2 separate regions of the Urocitellus parryii genome follow, and region 2 is linked to region 1. The links are chromatin contacts, called in public Hi-C maps. All regions are on one chromosome and are shown on one strand. The core of a region is the stretch at or near the end of the contact, and the rest is flanking DNA. Distances in the headings are between cores, read along the strand shown.

Region 1 (4,447 bases), core at 1,160-3,659:
TTCTTTGACATAAAAGGAGTTGTTTATTCCTTGATTATCTGTTTCTTCCACTAATACATTAGGATCACAGTTTTTCATTTTTGTTTTTTGTTTTGTTTTTGTACTGGGGAATGAACCCAGGGACACTTAACCACTGAGCCACATTCCTGACCTGTTTTATTTTTTATTTTGAGAAAGGGTCTTGCTAAGTTGCTTAGGGTCTTGCTAAATTGCTGAAACTGGCTTCAATTCTGCAATCCTTCTGCCTCAGCCTCCCAAGATGCAGGGACTACAGGATGCACCACCTGCTGGCAGGACAGCAGATTTTTATTCATTGTTATATATCCTCAAGGTTTTGAATAGGGCCTAACACGAAGCAGGTGATGTTCCATAAATATTATTGAATGAAAAATATGTAAATGAATGAATGAGCTCATTATTTTTCATTGACTTTTTTCCCCTCATGAGAAAAAAAAACTGGTATCTATTTACAAATAAAGCTCAAGAGACCCAGTATGCTACAAAAAAGGTAGAGGACATTAGGACAGAAGCACTATGCCCAGAGCCCACTGGTCCAGCAGCTGAGGAGAAGTCTCAAGGTACCCAGCAGGAGTGTCCTATGTGGCTGTATCAGCTTGAGGGAAAAAACGAATCCAAGAGCAGAAATTAACAGTAGGTTAGATATGCAAATGGAGGGCTATGAGATTTAACATATTGTCCATGTGGATTCTGTTTTAACCACCTGTTTTCCAGAAGATTTTGAATATATATATTTTTATTTTTGACATATATAATTACACATATGTGTGATTACACATATTTATGGGGTACAATGTGACATTACATGTATCCAATGTTTACTGATAAGATCAGGGTAACTGGCATATCATCCCATTTATCATTTTTTTGTTGGAAACATTCAAAATTCTCTATGCTATTTGGAAATACACTTTTTAAAAAATTCTTACTGGGGACAGAGCCCAGGGCCTCATGCATGCTAGCTAAGTACTCTATCCCTGATTTACATCCCCAGTCCATACTGACATTTTTTTATGATCCTTTAATGCCTCAACTACTGATAACTGCTTTTCTAAACAGTGTACCTTTTTTCTTGTGTGTGTGTGTGTGTGTGTGTGTGTGTGTGTGTGTGTGTATGCACCGGCAGAGGCTCTAAGGCAAAGAGTACATGGACTGATTTCTCTGACTTTGAGCAACCCCAGATGGCCCCACTTGAATAGAAAAGAAGTTGAAAGAAAGTTTAATCTTATAAGCCCTTTTGTAAACAACCTGAAAAAAAAAAATTGGTTTGGTTTTGGGCTGGTGGTATTCTCCTTCCATGAGGTCACGTTGCACAGCGAAAACAACCCAGAACTCACAATCAGGACGCGTGGGCTCTGATCCCATTTTCGTCATTGGTTTAACTATCCACAGTTTGCTTGACCTCTAACATGGCCTTGCTTCTGCATCCACAAATGGACTCAACAGTCTCCCTATTATGAACATTTTACAACTGGTTTCCAAAAATGAAAATTCATCTCAAGGAGATACCAGGCCTTTGGCAACCAGAGGGGAGGGTAGGAAGCTATCTGTGCCAGAAAATAAAAGCATGAGGGAAAACCCAGTCAAGGCTGCACCCAGCGACCCTTGGGTGCCCAAACCCGTTCGCTCTCACTGTGCTACCAGAGGACACTACCTGACCCTTAGAGGAGCCTTCCTCTCCTACTGGCCCAATTTCCTGGGTACATCTTTACAGACAGCCTAGAAACTGTACTAATCTGGAGCTACGTGGTCCAATACAGCACTCACAAGCCACAGGGGCTGAGCACTTGAAATGTGCCCAATCCCAACCAAGAAGTGCTGTAAGTGTGAAATACACGCCGGATTTCGAAGACTTGATATGAAAAACGAATATAAAAAAAATCTCTTAATATTTATAATGATTACATGTTGTATTTTGGATGCATTGGCTGACTATGTGACTGAAATTAATCCCTCCTGCTTCTTTTTGCAGTTGCCAAAGAGGCCACTGGAGAAGTTAAACTTACACATGTGGCTTGTATGATATTTCTGTTGGACGGTGCTGCTCTAGATCTCAGAATCTAGAAAGTGACGAAGATGGAAACTTTTAAATGAAGCACATTGTAAATGAGCTACCCGAGAGTTGGTTCCACTCACTGCTCAGCTGCCATCGCCATCCTGATTTTCCAAGGCCAAGCCCAGAGTGCAGCACGCGTGGGTGTGGCGCGGGCCTCCCCTGAGACAGGCCTGCACCGGAGGCTGCGGCGGAGGAGGTTACCCTGGGTCCCCGACGCCCGCCGGGGTAGGCCGGGCTGCGGACTCCACGCTTCGGATCCCGCTAGGGGAAGTCCCTGCGGGCGGAAACAGGTGGCGCGGCTGCTGGCAGCTGCAGGTCCCGCGCTTGCACGCCAGAGCGCAGCCGGGACAGCGAAGCGCTTCCTGCTCTGCTGGGGAGGGCCCGAGCGAGCGCAGGGCCAGCTATAGCAGTCCCAGAGCTGCCTGTTTGGATTTTAGCACTTTGGGTCTGAAGAAGAAACAACCAGGCCCTCTATAACTCATAGGGCTTGGAAATTTAAAGTATTATGGGGCGGGGGTCAGTGACTCAAATTGGTAATCCCAATGGCTCAGGGAGATGGGGGCAGAAGGATCGCAAGTTCAAAGCCAGCTGCAACAATTTGGCGAGACCCTGTCTTTAAATTTTTTAAAAAGGACTGAGGAATGTAGGTTAGTGATAAAGCCCCCCTGAGTTCAATCCACAACACCTAAATAAATAAAAGAACCTTATCAGAGAAATTTATGCTTAAAAAAAGCAGACGGACAAGAACAGATGGATGAGCCTTGCCCAGTCCCTCTGTTTAACACTCCCTGTAGAAGTTTGTGTGGACTGAAATGTCACCATTTCATCCTCTCCCTCAATTGAAGATACACTGCTAACTCCATGGAAGTCCAGAACAGGACCTATAACTGAACAGCATTTCAAGTTCACATTTCTAAAGTAGTATTTTAGGCAGTGGAAAATCTTTAGTAGTTCAATACTATGTCCATTCAGCATTTACAGAGCAAAAACCTGCCTGGATTTCTGGTCATTTAGTGAAGATTATTTTTTGAAACTATGATTTAATATAGAACATTAAAATGTAGTTGCAGTAGACAAATCATATTTTTAAACTTCACTTTTAAGAAACTGTCCAGAAGTGTACACAATTAGTTATACACAGCAATTAAGATTGCTTGTTTAGTTCGATTCTTAACAAGAGGGAATGATTTGTTTCAGTCAACCTTGTCCAGACTCATGTGCAGACCAGGCACAAATGGACTTTATACCTTGTCCAGTTAACTGTAATCCCTAATTTATTGACCAAGGAAATCAGAACTTCTAGGGTTGTGATTAATGCTAGCCTACCAGACTAAAATTGTGCTTACCTTGTAAGAAAATATAAATGAATGGGTGGTAATTAAAAGCATATTATTTGCCAGGCACAGTGGCACACACCTGTAATCCCAGTGGTGGGAGAGTTCAAAGCCAGCCTCAGCATCAGGGAAGCACTGAGCAACTGTGACACCCTGTCTCTAAACAAAATACAAAATAGGGCAGGGATGTGGCTCAGTGGTCAAGGGCTCCTGAGTTCAATCCATGGTTTAAAAATTATTTGAGGAAAGAAAATTCATAACAGAATCCATAAAATTTACATGCTTCTAAATCACAATGAAAGAATTTAGGTTGCAGAGTTTAAAAAAAAATTAAAAATATCCTTTTTTAAGTCTTACCCTGAAGGTAAGATAGGAAAGTGGGAAATGGCTGTCAGCTCACTGGCATCCAATAAAATGTCTCACTGTAGTTTCTAGATTTCTGGGATACATTGACCAAGCAGAGGTGGTTTGTCAAGTCTGAGGCTTTCAACTTGTTCACCACCATGAACTGGTTGATGTCACAGCCTGACAGGCCATCATGGCCACTCTCAGCATCCTGACAGGAAACCCCATTGTACTCACTCTCCATCTCTAACACTTTACAATGCAAAAAGTGAAAGACATTACAGAAATTAACCTGAAACCTGCCAGGCCTGGTGGCCGATGCCTATAATCCCCAGTGACTTGGGAAAGTAAGGCAGAGGGATCACAAGTTCACAGCCAGTCTCTCAATTTAGTAAGTAAGTGTCTCAAAATAAAATAGTAAAAGGAGGGGCTGGGGATGTGGCTCAAGCGGTAGCGCGCTCGCCTGGCATGCATGCGGCCCGGGTTCGATCCTCAGCACCACATACCAACAAAGATGTTGTGTCCGCCGAGAACTAACTAACTAAATAAATATTTTAAAAAAAATAGTAAAAGGACTGGGGATGTAGTTCAGTGGTAGAGCATCTCTAGGTTCAACTTCCAGTATCAGGAAAAAAACCCAAAAAACTCAAAATCTGTTCTAAGCCTATGGAATGAGTGCAACCCACACAAACCA
Region 2 (4,447 bases), core at 941-3,440, 150 kb before region 1:
TCAATATCTGACGCAGGCTAAAATTCTTCTCCGTCACATACGTCAAGGACCCTGTCATCCTGAGTTGAGATTCCTGTCTCCAAGACTTCCTCAGACCCTCTCTGGTGACAAAATGACATTTTCATCATATTGGGCTAAAAAAAAAATGTAGTATTAAATTGATTTGCCCACTTATTTTCTACCATTTTAAATGTATCTTTTAGAAAATATAAAATTATTTATGGAGCTCAGATGTGTGGCCTATATTGTATTTCTGTTGGACAGCATTGCCTCAAAACATCTCTTAAAATTTTCCTAACCTTCTGGCCTCACTATCATCACATTAGCCTCTCAAGTACTTTCATTCCCAGAGTGTTGCATCAGTCCCCTAAAAACTTCTAGGCGTTCTTCCCCTTCTAATCTGTTCTGCACACCCTGGCAATCTCTATCTTCCTAAGAACCGCTTTTATCATGAAGCACTCCTGATCAAAAACTAACAGAAGCTTTCGTCTCTACCCCCATAAATTCCAAACTCTTAATAACAAACTGATAATAGCTTACCTTTTAAAACCTTATGTACTTTATGTAATTCTCCCAACAACCTATCACCTAGCATGCCAGACTTAGTTTTCTAAATAGAACAGAAAGGACTGCAGTATTTGGCTGAGCTGGGAGAAGGGCATAGAAGCACCTTTGATCTTAAAAACTACAAAGATCCAAACAGCAGTTCTTTTCACTTACAATGTTCTATATAATACTTCACAACTGGAAAAGGAGCAATCATCATCTGTGTATCTACAGAGAACTTTGTTTGTTTTTTAAACACATTCTTTTAGTTGTAGATGGACACAACACCTTTATTTTGTTTATTTATTTTTATGTGGTTCTGAGGATTGAACCCAGTGCCTCACACGTGCAAGGCAAACCCTCTACCACTGAGCCACAACCTTAGCCCCCAGAGAACTTTGTTTTTACATATCAATTGAGAAAAGAAACTATTACATTTGCATCTCAGAAAACTCAAACAAGAAATCTAACCAGAAACACTTATGTGATATAGTGCTCTTTGCTCATCCATTCTAAGAATATATATAATTTTGTCATAATTTGGGTAAATCTGAACTACACTAATCTAAAACTTTGCGATATAACAATCATTAGAATTATTCCATCTTAAAATTTGAAGACATGAATTAAAAATTGGCCACGAATTATAAATCCAAGGCTGGAAAGAACTTCCAATTCGCAAAATGTTTTAAGAGTAATTCCATACAGGTGCAACACACATTTAGCCTGGGGAAGAAAAATCTTTTGTCAGAATTCATCTCGAATTACAAGAGCTTCTAATTGTGCTACCTCTTGGAGACTTTATCCCTTTCCCAAACTACTCCATCCTAGGATACTTTCATTTTTGCAGCTAAAAATCAGCTCTTGTTAAACACAGTTAGCAAAGTCATTTGGCGCACAGATCTTGAAAGAAAACTACACATTCTATCATCTATTGTCACTTTAGATGAATTGTTTTGCCACTCAGGACTTCAATAGCTCCTTCTATAAATTGGGTACAATCATACTTTTTACACAGGGTTCCATAAGAACTCAACAAGATAACATACATAGTTAACGCAGTGCCTGGCATTAGTAAGATCTCTCAACTGCACAATAGATAATTTCCTATCTGCCTTGCCTAGCAGCTCTGTTTGGGGAACTTTTCTCAAAGCAATGTAAGGACTCTGCAAAAGGGTGGGGCTTTGGCGTCTAACCCTGTCTACTAAATTCCGTAAGTTTAATAGGCAAAGGGTTACACATGACCGGGGTTTGGGTGGGGTGGGAAGCAGCGCGTCCGCCTGTCTCCTCGCGGCGGTCTGACGCAGACGCCAGACCGCAGCCGGCAGGTCCACCCCACAGCTGCTCCAGTTCAGAGCTCCTCGCTCTCAGCTGGGTGGCTCTGGCAATGAAAACACTACCACGTGGCCTGCTGCCTCGGCTTCACGCACATTCGACCAATGGAGAGCCCAGTCGCCGATCCGGGGGCGGGTCTTTAGAAGAACGGTTCCGCCCACAGTCGCCGCGGATTGGTCAAGGGGGCGGAGCTCGCCCGCCGCGGCCTGGGCTCATGGCCAATGGTGGCTGACGGAAGAGCCCCGCCCAGTCAGCTGCTCGGTTCCGCCAGACCAGTGGGCGGGGCGACTCGAGGGCGGGGCTGGGGGGTGGGCGTGACCAGCGCCCCGGCCCCCGGGAGCCGCCGCGGGCGGGCGCTGAGGTGGCTGTCGCCGGCTCCGAGCTACGGCTTCCCGGGTCGAGCCCCCGATGGAGGCCGAGGCCATGGACGTGCCCCCAGGCGGGGTCGAGGCGGCGCTCAGCTGCTTCTCTTTCAACCAAGACTGCACGTAAGCTGCGGCGCCAGCCTCTGCCGGGGAAGTGGGAAACAGAACGCCGCGAGCGACCTCAGGGTGGTGTCCAGAACGCGACTGGTGGCGAGAGAGGCGCGGGCTTGCCAGCCAGAGGGCCTCGGCAGGACTGCCAGCTGTTGCATCGCAGGGATCGGGGTCCTGTTGGCCCCCTCCCTCGGTGGGGCTTGATCCACCGCGACACCCCGCGCCTGCCGAGAGGCTGGACAGGATGAAGGGAGGAAGTTAGCAAAGGGAGTGGAGCTGAGGAGGCCACGGAATGTGGGGGGTGAGAAGGACAGGGCGGTGGGAAAGCTGGTGACCTAAGTGTGGGGGTTCTGAGAAGGAGGGGCAGTATCCAAAACAAAGGAGATGGAAGTGGAGGGGGAAGTCGCAAGTTAACCCGAGACGATGTAGTTAGGGCCCAGGAAGATGGGAGTACAGGAAAAACTTTCCCATTTGTCCTTGAGCATCTCAACGTGGCATCTGGGCAGGGCCTCGTACTAAGAGGCAGCCTATCCCTGCGGCCAGGCCAGCCCCAGAGCAGAGCATCTTTTCTGGCCACTTTAGATGTAAGAAACCTTTTCCTTTCTCTGATTGTTTTCCCATTGCCCAGCCAGCCACGCAGAATCCCCTCTGGGAGTCCAGGGGCCCTTTCCTGGGCCCTGACTGCTTTCTCTCCCGGAAGCTGGAGCTCCAGCCTGTTGCTCTGGAGTAGATTTTTAATGTTTCACTTTGGTGTTCACTTTTGGACTTTGGTCACAGAACTGGGGATTACTGAACTGTGCTTCGGGCATATGCAGGGTTGTCTTAGAAGCAAAGGCCTGTTTCTTTCCTTCTTTTCATGGCAGCAGTCCTGGGGACCATATGGAATAATCTCTTTGGAATGTGCACCCAGAGCATCAGGCAGATCAGGCAGGGATGGCCACTTCCCTGTTTCCCACTTCCTGCTGTACCAGTTTCTGTTGTGTTCCTTGTCTGGAGTCAGGGGACTAGCTGAGCTATGCTAATATTGAACATTCAGTGGTGTAATTAAGGCCATCGAGTACCATAAGCAGCCCTGGTTGCCTTTCCCTTTGTGTTTGTTTAAAAACACCCTGTACTGAACAATATGCCTTTGTTTGAAAAAAAAAACTGTATGTGTAATCAAGTAGCTTGACAGCTTGGTTAGATGAATGGCTTTCAAGCTTTTTTTTTTTTTTTTTTTTTTTACCACAACCCACAATAAAAATCACATATTAGAACATCTCCCAATACCCATATAGTAAAATATTTGCAAATATTATGTGCAATACCCTTTGGTATTTTTCATGTCTTTTTTTTTAAAGCTGCTTGCAATCTACTGAACTGTTTTTAAGATCTGCACATGGGTTGAAACCCACATGATAGAACAGATAAAATTCTTAAGTTTTGTAAGAAATATTTTGCAAGAGAGTGTGTCTGTTGAAATGCCTGGGTGATGTTTTTCTTAATTAAACACAGGTTAAGGAAAGCAGTTAGTTTACTTCTAAGTAGTAAATATTCCAAATTCTGCATTGTGATATTATTAGATTTGAAAATATATATATAGTTCTTTGCTGCAGTTATTAAATAATTCTAGAGTCAGTTCCAGCTTTCTATAGCAATTGGATCTGAATGTTATTTTCAAAACTGTAGGGTGCTTTGAAAATTAACTTCCTTAGTTCCTACTGTCAGTCGTCTTTTCTTGGATGAAGATTCTGCTGGGCAGCTCTGTCTCACCTATAAATAAAAGTCCTTGACACAGTCAATTTGAGCCACGGAAGGTATGACATTGGATTTTAAAATAAGTCAAGCCCCTTACTGAATGTATTCAGAGATGTCAATGTGTCTTTTTCTATAAATATAGGCTGAGTTTAGAATCCAGTATATCTAGAAAAGCTGGGTACAGAGAACCAATCCTTACTAGTGTCCTATGTTACAACTTTGTGCTTGGCCCTATGTTATATACCTCGGATATATTTTTAAATTTGATTAGTGATATGTATTTGCCTCAAACTCCATTCCCATGAACAGTGATAAGAATTTTGTTTCTATGTTCTACTTAGTGCTTAGTGAAA

What was found. Hi-C and Micro-C count contacts between places; a contact is called where the count stands out from the background.
Region 2: a contact with region 1 is called in a Hi-C map of muscle, with 4 times the contacts expected there. The contact joins the promoter of Wipi1 here to the promoter of Arsg in region 1. A contact is called at or near these places in 2 of 2 Hi-C or Micro-C datasets (liver and muscle).

Annotation. Positions count from the first base shown.
Region 1 is chr7:172,514,704-172,519,150 of mUroPar1.hap1, reverse strand. It overlaps Arsg (arylsulfatase G), which reads right to left and starts at 2,409. Exons shown (of 12, transcript XM_077800875.1): 1 at 2,134-2,409.
Region 2 is chr7:172,661,358-172,665,804 of mUroPar1.hap1, reverse strand. Wipi1 (WD repeat domain, phosphoinositide interacting 1) reads left to right here and starts at 2,190. Exons shown (of 13, transcript XM_026406644.2): 1 at 2,190-2,369. The coding sequence starts at 2,290.